Linked DNA regions of Triticum aestivum: region 2 is linked to region 1. Evidence: chromatin contacts called from public Hi-C data. All regions are on one chromosome and are shown on one strand. Each heading gives the region's core, a stretch centred on a gene start, on an enhancer-like site or on the middle of the called end of the contact. The rest is flanking DNA. Distances are from core to core; before and after follow the strand shown. Region 1 holds the start of LOC123053332 (serine/threonine-protein kinase SAPK7). Region 2 has its middle 29 kb from the start of LOC123053333.

The links. Hi-C and Micro-C count contacts between places; a contact is called where the count stands out from the background.
Region 2: a contact with region 1 is called in a Hi-C map of leaf, with 4 times the contacts expected there. The contact joins the enhancer-like site here to the promoter of LOC123053332 in region 1. A contact is called at or near these places in 2 of 5 Hi-C or Micro-C datasets (both in leaf).

The regions. Positions count from the first base shown.
Region 1 is chr2D:388,512,118-388,516,541 of IWGSC CS RefSeq v2.1, forward strand. It overlaps LOC123053332 (serine/threonine-protein kinase SAPK7), which reads left to right and starts at 2,073. Exons shown (of 9, transcript XM_044476794.1): 1 at 2,073-2,461; 2 at 2,597-2,671; 3 at 2,760-2,861; 4 at 2,936-2,989; 5 at 3,072-3,164; 6 at 3,436-3,528. The coding sequence starts at 2,342.
Region 2 is chr2D:388,742,506-388,746,797 of IWGSC CS RefSeq v2.1, forward strand. No RefSeq gene overlaps it. Among protein-coding and RNA genes, the nearest start is that of LOC123053333, 29 kb to the right of the region's middle. Within about 2 kb of position 1,521, at least 2 of the 8 cell types and tissues checked have an H3K27ac peak or open chromatin away from gene starts, as enhancers often do. A contact at or near this core is called in leaf, where this site is marked.

The sequences.
Region 1 (4,424 bases), core at 823-3,322:
GAGTTGCCCTACTCCCTATAATAGAACATAGCCTCATGTCGATACGAGCATGGTGTAAGGGTATCTACAATCGAACGACCCATATCCGCCCAAAGGCTCGGGCAGCCTGCCCGAACATTGCCCGGACAGAAAAAAAAAACACCCAACCGGCTGCCCCAAACACAGCCCAAGCGTTCGAGCTAACATGCAAACTCCATACCCATCCCATATGTGGGTGGATATGGGATGCCCAGACGCGTCCACCACGTCGGATCCGGACCACGATGGCCCACCCGACCCCACATATATTCATCTCTATTTGCACTATGGACCAAACCCTAGTCATTCCAATCCCTCCGTCCCCAAACTCCTGCGCGGCGAAACTCTGGCCTTCTCGAGCGTGGCGGGCAACGAATCCGACTCCGAGATCTCCTATCCATCGACCGAGAACTTGCCCCACGGGGGAGGGGGGGTGGTGGGGGGAGGAGGAGATGGTTGTCTGCATTGCTCTGCGCCGCTCCCGGGAGGAGTGGGCCCGACCGTGATCGGACTCGAGCCGGTGGGAATCCATTGTGTCCGCTCAAATGGCACTTGGATCCGTTGGGGCTAGTGGCTAGAGGCGCGTGACTACGGCCTCGCCGGAAGCGCTGACTACCGCCTGGCAGTGCAACCCCTTTGTTGGCGCATCGTCCCCACGCTTTCAGGCTTCGAGTCAAAGGTCAATGCCAACATGCCTCACGAACCATCCACGTCTATCGTGAGGCATGCCCTCCGTGTGAAGCACAGGGCGCGGGAGGCCACAGAGGCTGAGTCGAACACCGCCGCCGCCTGGCGCCGCAACCTTAGGTGGCCGCATTGGGCTTCGACCATGAGGCTGACCGGTCCATGTCTATCATGGTCCTCACCTCCACCGATGATGCCCAGGCGGAAGGTTTGAACGAGGAAAAATAGGGCATGGGAGACGGCAGCGCATCGTGTCCCATGCGGGACAACCCATGTCCCTTGTCCTACTATACCTTGCCGGCGACCAGACTTTCACTCCACGGGTCTCACGGCTGCCGGACAGGGACACGGACACCGCCGAAGATTTAGATTAGGTTTTGCCTTGCATGTAATTGTATGAGGATGAGGATTTGCAATTGCATACATGATGGTGGCATCCAATATTTAAGGTGTGACCTTTCACTATACATGGACACACACCGTGGACTTTTGGGTGTCGGATTTAGCCGCGCCCGCGTACCCCGCACCCGTGTTGAAATCCAGAGTCTCTCGTACGCTGCACCCGCGCGCACACCCACGGGATGCGCCCATGTGCCCACCGCCGCAAGGCCCCCAGCCTCCGTTCCGCTCGCCGATCCACCATCGGTAGGTTCACTGATGATTTCGCAGTTCCACCCACCCGCAGCACGTACAAGCCATCCCGACCCCATGACGCCGATGGTCAGACGGTAGAAGAAGACGGATACATCCCGCGTGCCGCGGATCCTTTTCTTGAAAGAAAGAGAAAATCATTCTCTTTCCCTTCCACATCATCATCATCATAATCAGCGATGAAAGTTTTTCAGTCCCGAGAGAGGAGAAACGTGAAGAATGACGTCCGTTTTCCACAGTCCAAGCATGTTATTTCCGCCTGTTGCTGCTTGCGACCGCCTAGCGAGCAATTCATTTCAGTTGGGTATTGTGTTCCGCGTGACAACCAGATCTTGCCTGTCTGCCTGTAAGGCCAGCGCTTTGACTCTCGTCAGTTACTACTTACTCTAGTCGTAAAATAGACAGATTTAATTTACTTATTTTGCGGGTGGTCGTTTATTATTTGACCGCAACCGTTTCTAGTGCTTCAAAAGCAAGCAGGGCTCCCTTCAAAATCATCAAAAGAAAAAAAAATCAAGCAAAGGCAACGGGAGCCAGACTGTCCTCGGTTCAGTAACCGCCAAATCAAGCAACACGGAGAGAAAGGAAAGCTCCCAATGCACACAAGGACCTCACTGTCAATTACAACAAATCAAAGGTCCAAACGACAATTAGTTCCGGAGAAAACAAGTCATGAGCACGCCATGTCATGGCACATCATCATCATAATCTAATCACCAAATAAAACTAGTACTACTCCTCGGAGCAGCAGCGCTGCAGCAGTGGTATTAATTAATCGAACCCATCCCACCGGGGAAGAAGAAGAAGAAGAAGCAGCCTCTCCTTCTCCTTTAAGCTTCGAATCATCCTTCCCCCCCTCCCTCCCTCCCACCTCATCTCGCCGCGACGAAGCTTCCAAAACCCCCAAAAGGATCCCCCAATCTTCGCCTCTGCCTCCGGCCCGATCAAGCTTTCTGCAGCGGTTGCCGCGCGACTCGGCCCGGGATCCATGGAGAGGTACGAGCTGCTCAAGGACATCGGCGCCGGCAACTTCGGCGTCGCGCGGCTGATGCGGAACAAGGAGACCAAGGAGCTCGTCGCCATGAAGTACATCCCACGGGGCCTCAAGGTGCGCTCGCCGCCGCCGGCCGGAGTCGGGCTCCCCTGTGATCCATCCCAGCATGGGCCGGCCCGGTCGAGTTTTTCCTTCCTGCCGCGAATTTAGTGACGGAGTGTCTTTTTGGGCGTTTCTTGGTGTTTGCAGATTGACGAGAATGTGGCGAGGGAGATCATAAACCACCGGTCGCTGCGGCACCCCAACATAATCCGATTCAAGGAGGTGGGCGAGGGAACGGGCAAGGCGCCGGGAGCAATCCTTTCCGGCTTCTCCGGCCGAAGAAGAGTATAACGGATTGATTCTTTTGCAGGTGGTGGTCACGCCGACGCACCTGGCGATTGTGATGGAGTACGCGGCCGGCGGCGAGCTCTTCGACCGGATCTGCAACGCCGGGAGGTTCAGCGAGGACGAGGTGAGGATCGGTCCATTGCCTGTCTCCATTTTCGGCGCCGGTTCGTGTAACCGACGGTTGCTTTGTCCCCGCAGGCCAGGTACTTCTTCCAGCAGCTCATCTGCGGCGTGAGCTACTGCCACTTCATGGTAAGAACAAGCAAACCGGTGCAATCCCTGATAAAAAAAATCCTAGATCATCAGATGGTATAAAATAGTCGTTGATCTGCAGCAAATTTGCCACCGGGACCTGAAGCTGGAGAACACTCTGCTGGACGGCAGCCCGGCGCCCCGCCTCAAGATCTGCGACTTCGGTTACTCAAAGGTAATAGTAATAAAAATAGTAACAACAATTATAAAAAGGAGGCATTTTCTGCGGGGGGTCAAAAGCTGCACTTCGCTTGGCTTTGCGGCCGGAAAGATCGGAGGATTCATCTCGCCCTCCCGAAATGCAATTGGTTTCCTCTTCCTGCGCGAAACTGCTCGCGAAAGCAACGTCCCCTGCCATTGTTGACCCAAACAAGTTCGGCGCCACGCCAACGCCTTTTTTCCCGCTGCGGTGCACTGAACATGCTTCCCTTTTCTTCCTTTTGCAGTCGTCGTTGCTGCACTCGAAGCCCAAGTCGACGGTTGGAACGCCGGCGTACATCGCCCCGGAGGTGCTCTCCCGCCGGGAATACGACGGCAAGGTCAGTCGGTCGGTCTCCGGCTCTCTCTCTCTCTCTCTCTCCGCCGTTTTCTCTATTCTTCTGCCTCGTGACTCTGCTCATGGGCCCGCCGTGCGGTGGGTCCCGGAGGCAGTGGCGGTAGCGACCCACTTGTCCTAGCCCGTGAGCACGTGCCGCCTGCCGCTGCAGTACACGTACACGTAGCGTGGCTCTCGCTTCTCGAGGCCGCCAACCAGCAGCCCTTGTGAACTGGGTCCATGGGCCACAACACTCCATTCAGCGAGTGGGCCCGTGGGTTCATTCTGGCGTGGGTCTATAGGCTGGGTCCTTTCGGGCCAGCTAATCAGCTATCTCTGACTGGTGGATTCGGAATTTGTCCCTAGTTACAGATCTGCCTGCCTGTTACCGGGCAGACGCGCGCACTCCCACTGGGCGGTGGGCCCAACGCCACGCTGGCTCTGAGATAGTGTCCCTCGCTTGGCTTGCTGCCGCTGCTCATGTGGCAGGTGATTAGATTCCCGGTTAAATGTGGACAGTCCTTGTCGTGGCAGTCCTCCAAATTTATTTTTATTTTTGAAAGGCAGTGGATTTTGTTGAAAAACTCGGTCGAAAAAGCGAAAAGGTGAGAGATTATGCAAAGATATGTTGTTCTTTCTGTGTCTCATGACGTCGATTTGGACATTCACATTCTCATGATCGAAATTCACACATCATGCTCGATCGATGGCGATGCTCGCTCCAACCAGCGGTCCCTGCTTCTCATGCACGCCATCCAAATGCGAAAAGAGGGGAGGAAAGGTTTAGGTTGATCGGATTCAGACCGGTTTAAGTGGTCACGAGTTCTTTTTGTTTTTCCGCGAGAACATCAAGAGTTCGCGAGCTCGTGTGCGCCCTCTTGGTTTAATTTATTGTGGCCT
Region 2 (4,292 bases), core at 271-2,770, 230 kb after region 1:
TCAACAAATTCATGAAGATTTGCCCTGTTACTGAATTTTCATCAGTTGGAGTACATCCCGTTATCACTACTGCATGGTGGCTATCTCCACACTAATGCCATACGTATTGAAGGGCTTGACTTCTAGTTTCGCCTCGGTGCCCCGAAATCTCAAGACCGGCCCGTGGGAGGAGGGTGATTGCTCGGAGGCGGGAAAAGGAGGACAGGCGCAGAAGCAAATCGGTCGTTTTGATGGACTTGGTTAATTTGAAGGGATTTGACATGGGCCTGAGTGGCACACGCGTGTGGGGACCTCCTATATGGCGCGTGGGGCGGTAGGAGGAGCAGTAGCGCGCATCCCTCGCTCCCCCAGAGCACCCATTTGGGCCGGCCCATGTCCGAGCACTCTATTTTTTAAAGTTTTTTTTCCTTTTTCCTTTTTGGTTTTCATTTTTCTATTTAAATAATTTGCGATCATAGAAAGTTTTGAAATCTTAAAAAATGTGCATTTTGGACAAAAAATTAATAAATCATAAAATGTTTGCAAATTCAAAAAAAAGTTAGTGATTTCAAAAAAATTCACAATTTCAAAAACATGTTCACAAATTGAAAATGTTCATGGTTTGAAAAAATGTTCATGATTTAAAAAATCTTTTGCAAATTCAATAAAGTTCATGGTTGAAGAGAGTGTTCATGAATTTAAAAAAATCTTAAATTTCAAAAAATAATCACAATTTTAAAAAATGTTCATACATTTGTAAACAAATGTTTTCATGATTTCCAAAAAATGTTGTAACTTAAAAAATGTTCATAATTTTAGAAAATGTACACGGATCTCAAAGATTTTCACAAATTGAAAAAAATAAAAAAGGGAAAATAGGAAAAAAGAAAAAGAAAACAAAAAAAGAAACATAAAAGAAGAAAGAAAAAATAACCGGGGGACCTTGCGCCCCACATGAGCCAACCCAGAAGGCGCGCAGGGAAGCTGGGGGTTGCGCGCTAGGATCCGCCACGCGTGCGGTCGTTTCATATCTTCCCCACATATAGACTGCATACGAGGGCCGTCTGGGTTGGATTTAAGGGTCTGGTTGGTTGGCATTTTTGTAAGGAGTCATGTCCGGTGTCGGGTTGTAGATGCTATAATATCATCGAATGCCGGCGTTTAGGATACAGTTTGTCTAATTCACATCTAGATGTTATTTAAGGATGTCACATCTAAGCTCTCACAAATATATAATGCAACAACAAGAAACAGAAAAAAAAATTTAAAAAAAAATAGACCACAGACAGAGTGTACATCAGCTTAGATGTGACATAACTATGTCACATCTAGATGTGTCCTAGACAGACCCGGATAGGATATCCTCCAAGCTTTAAACAGAAAATTACAAAAGCTAGGCTTTCAAGGGAATCATTACCTGGAAAACGACACAACACAATTGATCCCATAGACAAAACACACACGATGCCGTCTTGTACTCTCGGAGACGAACAGAACCCGTCCAGAAGCAACGTGCATTTCTGCCCGAATATCCAGAGCACGCACGCAGCCTCACCCTTTCCCCCCGTCCCCGTCGCGGTCGCGGGTGTATCTCCGCACCGCACTGGGATATTCCGCGCAACCCCCCGGAGACGCCAGGCCAAGCATGCGCCGCTTGTTTAACCTCCGCTGCCCCGCGCTGCAAGCGCCAAGCCAATGGCGTGGCCATAGCGTCGCCCGGCGCACGACAAACATACGCGAACACGCGGCCCGACGGGGACAGATCCGGATTTGGGGAGATCTCCCGTGACACCCTAGACCTAAAGAAGAGCGTCCGAGCGACTTGTTTAACAAATGCAGGCTGCTTGGCCGGCGAGGCGAGGCGATGCCGGATGGATAATCTCTGCCCATTGGCTCCTTGACAGCCGCTCCATCCACCTGCCAAAACGGAATCTCCCCCCGTCGAGACGAGGGGTGGACTCTGCAGCTGGCCGCGATGTGACCCGGGCTTTGTCCCTGCCTTGGATCCAACGGAGATGTTGACCTGTAAACGTTGCGGAAAGTAAGCGGGGTTGGGTGGCGACGGGAATGGAATACAGTACAGCGAACGGGGCGGAACGAATATTTGCTCAGCCGCCAGGAGGGGGTAAACAACTCGCATCAGCCAGCCTGCTAGAGGAAAACTCGTTCCGATGTTCTCTTCTTGGCTGCGCGAGGAAGAGTATGCGCTCCGTTCGACCAAACTATAGAGCATCTGTTTTTTGGGATGGATGGATGGAAATGTAAAGTGGTATCTATCCTTGTAAAGTAGAGTATTCTTCCGGACAAGATAGGGATTTGGAACATCTTGAACGCGTCAGGAAAGATATTCGCGTCCGCTTTCACACCTCCTTTTGTTTCTCAAGTGCCGCCACCACTCGTCGATCGTGTCCTCCTGCTACGTACGGTCTTTGTGCCATATATATCAGCTGAGCTGAGCTGGAGCTGACCGTCAAACCATGGTGTTTTTTTCAATGATGAACAACATTTGCTTAGGTTTGCTGTACTTGGTAGGAACATTCTGACAGGGCCACATTATTTTCGTGCAAGCGGCTTCCTTCGTACTACCTCATTTCCCTGAAAAAACGTCTTTTACTTTGAGATGAAAGTAGTAGACTAGTAGTACGTGGTAATGTTTCGGTGCGGATCTTTATCTCTGTTTTTTTAGTGAGTACTACAGATCTTTATCATTTACAGCCGGATTTGACAAATCCAATCCGTCAAATGCCCGCGGGCATTGACGAGTCACGTCTCAAACTACTCTCTCCACATCCACCTACCTCATATCCAGCACCTTATATCCACACAACACATACAACGTAAGAGCTATTCTACGTGATCAAACAACGCAAAACGAAACCGGCATCAAACGGACAACCAAATGCGCATAAACAAATTGTACATCATCCAAAAGATCATCGAAGTTCATCGCCAGACAAGTTCTTAAGTTCAACAACTAAAAAGCGATAAAAAAACATAGGAGGAGGAGCGTCTTCACCACTTCCTCCCCGACCTTTCCCCTTTCGGTCGCCGGCGTAGCTGTAGGCGTTCGGGGCTCGTGGAGGATCATGGTCATCTAGGGAGGAGGTGGAGTTGTGGTCGCCGCCGTCGTCGGAGTTGGAGTCGGAGAGGACGATCAGCCCCTTCATCTGACGGATGGCCATGTCCTGCTGCCGCTTAACTTGGCGAGCCGAGTCGCCTCCGTCGCTGCCTCCTTCGCCTCGCGCTCCAACTACTCTATGGCAAGTCGGAGCGCCTTCGCGTTCTTTCGTCGTAGGCCCAAGCGAGGAGATGCTCGTCCTCATCGGGCTCCGTCGCCTCCCTCTCCCTTTGCTTGCTGCATCTCGCGGCGGGCTATGTGCGCCTCTGATTCCAGAGTGCGCGCGTGGGCCGACAGCGCGGGCACTAGCACCCACCGCTGCCCGCGCGGAGCATCCGCTGGCAGGGGAAGGGGATGGCGCGGGGGGCGGAGCGGACTGCGTGGCCCTGGCGGAGCTGCGTGCGGGCCGTGATGGGCCAGCTCCGACGACTGCGCTGCGCCAGTGCAGGAGCTGCGGCGATGCTGCAGATCCGGAGCTGCCCCTGGTGTCCACCTTGAACCGCTCCAAGGCAATGCGGAGGGCCAACTCCTTGTCGACGTCCACGTCAGAGCCAGGTCGGAGCTCGACATTGCGCTGGGTGGATCGGAATTGGAGAGGAGAGAGAAAAGGACGAAGTAAGATAAGAGAGTGAGTGAGCAAGGGTTCCCAGCGAGGAGCCGGATTGGGGTTTTTTGTGGAACAACGTTAGGGTCGGTGGTGGGCCATGCCATCCCATATCCACCCTATATGTGGGCTGGATATGAGAGGCGTCTGATGGCCCAGACGTTTGAGGCCGGTTTGAGACATCCAGATGAGTCGATTTTTTGTGACCGATGAGCATTTAAGACTGGTTTAAGCATTTGAGACGGTTTTAGGGGGCAGGCTGTAGATGCTCTAAGGAGTACTACCTCTCACGATCAGAGGATCAAATGGCCACTAGCATGCATGAAAGATTATTGGAAAGTCAAACCACCGGCATGCCATGGCCATCTAGCCTCTCCATCTTATCTCGGCGATGATCTCTGTCGATCCATCTTCACTGTAGATGACGATTATATCTGACTAGTTAATGAGCCTCGTGCTTGAGTACCGGAAGACACAAATGGCAGCACGCATTATATTTCAACAACGCTATCTGCCCAGCTGCAGATCTTTATTAGGTGTAGACTGACCGCTTAACAGTTTGGTGAACCACTCCCGCATGTCTTCTGATTG